2 separate regions of the Hordeum vulgare genome follow, and region 1 is linked to region 2. Evidence: chromatin contacts called from public Hi-C data. All regions are on one chromosome and are shown on one strand. Each heading gives the region's core, a stretch centred on a gene start, on an enhancer-like site or on the middle of the called end of the contact. The rest is flanking DNA. Distances are from core to core; before and after follow the strand shown.

Region 1 (2,700 bases), core at 145-2,644, 370 kb before region 2:
GGCACGCCGGGAGCGAACCGGGGCGCGTCGACTCTGAGCGGCTCCTCGACGGCGACGATGAGCTTCCGGAGGTTCTCGAGAGCGTGCAGGAGGTTCTGCTGGAACCCCGGGTCAGCCAGCGGCGATCTCGTAGCAACACCAGCGGCCGGCCCATCCCCCGCCATGCCCATGGCCGCCTCGAGTTCCTGCGAGTTCAGCGGCGACGCCCGGCGGCCGTAGGACGAGGCCGACCTCGTCCGCGGCACGTCGAACTCCCCGCCCCCGTCCTTGGGCGCGTCGAGGTCAGCGCTCGCCGGCCGCCTGGTCCTCCGCGACGCCGGCCGGAGCTCGCTCACGCGGCTGTGGAGCGGCGACCCGCTACCCCGAACCTCCGCCTCGTCGTGCCGGCCCAGATCGCCGCTCCTCGGGCCGGTCCTGATCGCGCTGTAGGGCCTGTACGCCGAGGAGGAGGAGGCGGCCCCGTTGTCCCGGCTGGTCGGCTCGAGGTCCCCGCCATTGGACGGCTCCGTCTCGTCGGAGTAGGTGGACATGGTGTCGAAGGAGAGGATCTCGAGCTGCGCCAGCGAGTACTCGGTGTCGTCCGTCGGCTCCGGGTTCTTGCCCCGGATGGGCGTGCGGCACTTGCTGCAGTAGTAGATGACGGCCTGCGGGTCCTGGTAGATCATGGCGCGGCAGTAGGGGCACCGCCCGAACCGCCGCTTCACCTGCTCGCTCTCCATGGCCCCCGTCGTCTCCGGCCTCTTCTCACGACACGAGCTGCAGGAAACGAGCTGGCAAGAATCAGTGGGCAGCTAGGGTTGGGAAGACCATCCATCACCCGTATACATCGAGAGAGAATTCGGGGTACATGATCGCGTCCTCTGTTAGTACAATACAACCTACCCTACTTGGCAAGAACAAGGCGAGAATTCATGAGCAAGACCAAGAACAGACAGAGGGTTTACCTCGATCGATGGCAGCCAAATCCCGAGTCTAAAGATTATTATCCTCGTCTCTTCATCCACTGCTTCGCAGATCACAAGCTGATCGATCTCCCGCGGGCAGAGCGAAGATAAAATCACTCCTCCGGGATATTCTTGTTTTCTGCAACGCGGATCCCAAAGCAAGCAAGCAACCAGTAGGACGACCGAGCGAGGAAGCAGCAGAAAAGTCTACCTCCAGCTCCCGCGACAGCGAGCGAGGAAGCAGCCAGCGGGGAGAAGGGATGTGAGGATGGGGCGACAATTCTCGACGATGCCAATTAAGAGGAGGCCACGCCACACGTTTAGGATCGCTGCTTCCAAACCTCCCACGTTGACGGACGCGTGAGGAGGAGGGAATTCATCATACGGTAGGTGCACTGGCGTTGAAAGCGAAGAATGGTAGGGGACCCGGTCCTGCATGCGAGCTCTACCCCCTAACTCCCTGAAGAATTCTTGTACAGTTGTACTGCCAACTGCATCTCCAACACCAAAGTGCGTCAAATCGTCCGATAAATGTACGGACCATCACATCATAGAATTGTCACAAAGTAGAAGCAAATCTGGAGGAGGTTTGCTGGCATCAAGACAACCGCCACATCGGATTCCCACACCCTCCCTCCCACCCAAAAGAAAAGAACACCCAGAGCCTCGCTTTCTTACCCCGTTCCTCTATCCTTGCGGTGTATCAGCGTAGCGAGACCAACGTCGCCGTTGTACCACACACTCTACCACAAAGGCCTTACTAGACCACTGTCGCTCCACCCGAGTGCTAGCCGACTTGCCTACACCTCCCTTTCGCCCTTAGCAGTGGCGGAGACATGAATAATTTTTAGGTGTGGCGAATTTTATGAAGGAGAAAACCATGTACTCCTTATGTGGTCGCTGGCGTCTGGCGGCGGCTTTCACGGTGGCCGGGGCGCGCGATCTAGCACCTCGTTCGGGCGAAATCCCTGGTCGGCCATGGCCGGCCGCGTTGAAGGCGACGCCTGAGGGCGTCGTTCCCCTCCTTGGAGGCGTCGGTATGGACTGATCCCCTCACTTCCCCTTTCCCTAGGTCTCCCGGGCGAAAGCCTTAACTTTGTTGGGCGGCGGCGGCGCTCACGGCGCCGTTCCCTTCTTGAAGGCGTCGCTTTGGGAACCTTGGGGCTGGGTGACGCTTGTGGGTGGTGGGCGACGGCGGTGGTGCGGCCCTATCCTAGCATGGATCTCCGTCCGTTGCTTGGAGACGGACTCGCATAGGTGGAGGTCGTCGTTTGGCGTCATGATGACGTCGATGGCGGGGGCACCTGCCAAGGCTGGTACCTCAATCTGATCTGAAGATGGACCAGTGGAAGATGGCGGCGACGACACATGTGAGTGCGTTGGACCGGTTTGTGCCCCGGACCCGGTATGTGGCTCGGTCAGGGTCTCCGGCTTTAGATGTTAGGCTTAGGTGAGAGGTCTGGGTATTTGGTCCAGCTTGCACCCCTTCTTCATATGGATAGAAGTAACGGCAGATGTTGCCAAGATGGCGGATTCAGGCATATTGTTGTACTGCTTTGTAAGGTCCTCAAGAATAATCAATAAAATGGCCGCATGCATCTCCCAGATGCAGAGGCCGGGGGTCATCCTCCTTTTCTAAAAAAAATGTACTCCTTATGTTCAGAAAATACAACCAGAATCCAAAAGCTTAGTATTGGCACTCAAAATACCTCACTAGATAATGAAAATGGAAAATGATTTAGGTGGAGGGCTTTTG
Region 2 (2,700 bases), core at 132-2,631:
CTCTCAGCCATAAGACCCACCATCAAGCTGATTGCTCTGGTGGTTCTTATTGGTTTTCAACGGGGGGCAGTTGAGATAATGTGCATGTGACAACAGCATACAGCCCGTCTCATATCACTCATTGGCCTCCTTTTTATAAAGCAGAACCCAAATTGCGCACATTAGCTTAGGACTAGCAAACCATCATTTAAAAAATGGTGGACAAATGATGGCAAGAACTTGTTCAACGAGGCTCCCAGAGGAAAATTTGCTAGATTCCCTTTATGTGGAGGTAGGTGATCCACTTAAATGTACCACACCACACCACCGCAGTAGTACCAGCGTGCTCACCTAACCTTACATTACATGATCCACACCTGAATTCATGTTACCGTTGTGTTCTCAATTACTACTAGATGGTTAATACTAGAAGTGACAGCACAGGGCCACAGGCACTAAAAGGCAGGGCCTAGAGCTGGAGGTAAAGGTCTCCGATGGATGAGAGAAAGCGAGAAACGGAAGGAGAGGAAGGAAAGTAGGGTCTTTTAATCTTTTTGGAGGGGAGGTGGGGGCTGGCCGGCTGGCATAAATCAATGCAAGTGTTCATGGCTGCATCTGCATGGGCTACTACGCCGCTGGCACGGCCTACACGCATCCATACACCTGACTGTGGACCGGGTGGCGCCATGATGGTCGATAATTCTGTAGACAGAATTACAACAGCAGAGACTTATCAGTGTGTTGAAAAGAATTACCAACTCATCTAGTAGGAAAGGAATGTGATACAAGAACTAGTGCTACCCAGCTCTTGGCATTAAAACATTCTTCTCCGTATTTGGAAACAAATAAAAGCTTAACACTAGCCATCAGGCGCAAAACAAACAACGGCCAACAAACTGCATTGCGCTAATCGATTCCGTTCCTAAACCCCGGGGGGGGGGGGGGGGGCGAATCGAGCCCAGGTTCCAATCTCGGCGGGAGAGGTTTGGGCATCCGAAGGCGTCGGTGTATCCAAGAAAACAAGATAAAGAAACGGAAGGCGCCGGGCGAGGAGGGGAGAGAAGGCCGCAAACCTCTTGCCAGGCGGGAAATCGAGCGATGCGTCCTTCCGTCCCCGCGCCGACCGCCGCAAGATCCAGCCGTCCTCCGGCCGCCCACCCAGAGTCACGCGCCGATCGAGAGCGGTGGCCGGGAGGAGGAGGAGGAGTCGGCCCGATCTGCGCCGGAAGCGGCCGGCATTGCGGGGAGCAGGAGCGCCGGACCGCCGCCCGCCTTGGAGTTCGCCTCCGGCCTGGCTGGAGAGTGGAGGAGAGCGTGGCGTGGCGATCTCGCTGCGCGCCCGCGACTGAGCTGTGTACTGCCTGTGTGTGCGGGTGTGTCGGGTTACATGTGTGTGTGTGTGTGGACGGACGCTGTAGCGGTGGCTGTAGATGAGGAGGGAGCTGTGCTGTGCTGTGCTGTGCGGCACTGCGGGTCGGTGGAAACTGCGTGTGCAAATTTGGCGTGCATTTAAGAGAAGCGTCAGTTACCGGGCGCTTATTTTGCAGAGTAAAAGTTTTGGGGTTTGTTAGAGTGACGGATTTACCCCCCGAGGGAGGGTCGACGGACATCTGGAAGTCTGCCTGGTGCCTACAGGGCATGTGTGTAACAGTGTAAGCTCACATTCTTTGAGAACATAAGTAAAAAAACATTCTGGAGGTCCATTTTCTTCTCGGGGCGCACCGACGTGTAAGTAAGCATCGGCGATAGCAGCGTGGCTTTGTTTACGGCCTCCGGTCTCCGGATCCCGGTTTCAAGATCGGGGGAGCGAGGGAGGGGGGACACGGCGGTACAGGGATAGGCCCGCCGCGCAGCAGCGGCCGTGCCGCACGGCCATCTCGTGGCGCTCCGATCGACCGGTACCGAGATCCAAATCCTCTGTACAGCTGAGCTGCCCGGGAGGAGAAGCCATGAGTTGGCAATGATGCACACTATTGGACACCGAGCTGTGCCGCCTGCTCTCCTCCCAGAGACGGTACAAGAATGTTCGTAATGACTTCAGATTAACTAAGACGACATACGAGTGGTCAATTCATTGCATGTAATGATAGTAATTAGCAAATTGGCATTGATTTCTTTTGTTTTCCTCTCTGTTTTGATCATGTTAGAATTAATGGGCCTCGCCCATTTACAAATTATGAAATCTCAAATTGAGCCTATGAGTAAAATGGCAAGTGGTGGTGCTAAAGTTTAGTCCAATGCCGCTAGTTGAAAAAGAATTGGACCTTTTTATATAGTGAGTTCTTCCCACCACACTAAGTGTGTGTTCAAAAGAGAAAGGAGAAGACCACACACGCGCGCTCTCCTTGCCTAGTCGGGGCGGGCGGGGCAGGGTGCGCGAGAATGGTCCGCTGAATTTCGGTCCGTTGCCTTACGGGAGCACGACTTTCTTTTGCCGTTTTATTTTTCTGTCTTGGCAGACAAGTTGAGAATTTCTTGTCCGGTAAGTATACGACTTGGAAACCAAGTCGGTTTGAGACGTGATTGCGACACGATACCGACCTTGTTTCTCATATATATACTGCTTACCGTGGTCGGCCAAAGACACACCAAAAACATCTACGATTTTGCCTCATCTCACAACTTGCGCCGCCGTCGTAGTTTACCTCATCGCGAGCGCCGACGTGCATCTGCGTGCGAGAGAGCAGGTCTTCGGAACCGTTCATCTTTGCGATCCTGCAC

The links. Hi-C and Micro-C count contacts between places; a contact is called where the count stands out from the background.
Region 1: a Hi-C map of seedling shows a contact between it and region 2, with 2.3 times the contacts expected there. The contact joins the promoter of LOC123440421 here to the promoter of LOC123444714 in region 2. A contact is called at or near these places in 1 of 6 Hi-C or Micro-C datasets (seedling) and 1 of 1 datasets of contacts at active chromatin or transcription factors (embryo).

What each region holds. Positions count from the first base shown.
Region 1 is chr3H:528,442,091-528,444,790 of MorexV3_pseudomolecules_assembly, reverse strand. It overlaps LOC123440421, which reads right to left and starts at 1,394. Exons shown (of 2, transcript XM_045116986.1): 1 at 945-1,394; 2 at 1-756. The coding sequence starts at 719.
Region 2 is chr3H:528,070,683-528,073,382 of MorexV3_pseudomolecules_assembly, reverse strand. It overlaps LOC123444714 (probable inactive receptor kinase At5g58300), which reads right to left and starts at 1,381. Exons shown (of 3, transcript XM_045121529.1): 1 at 1,053-1,381.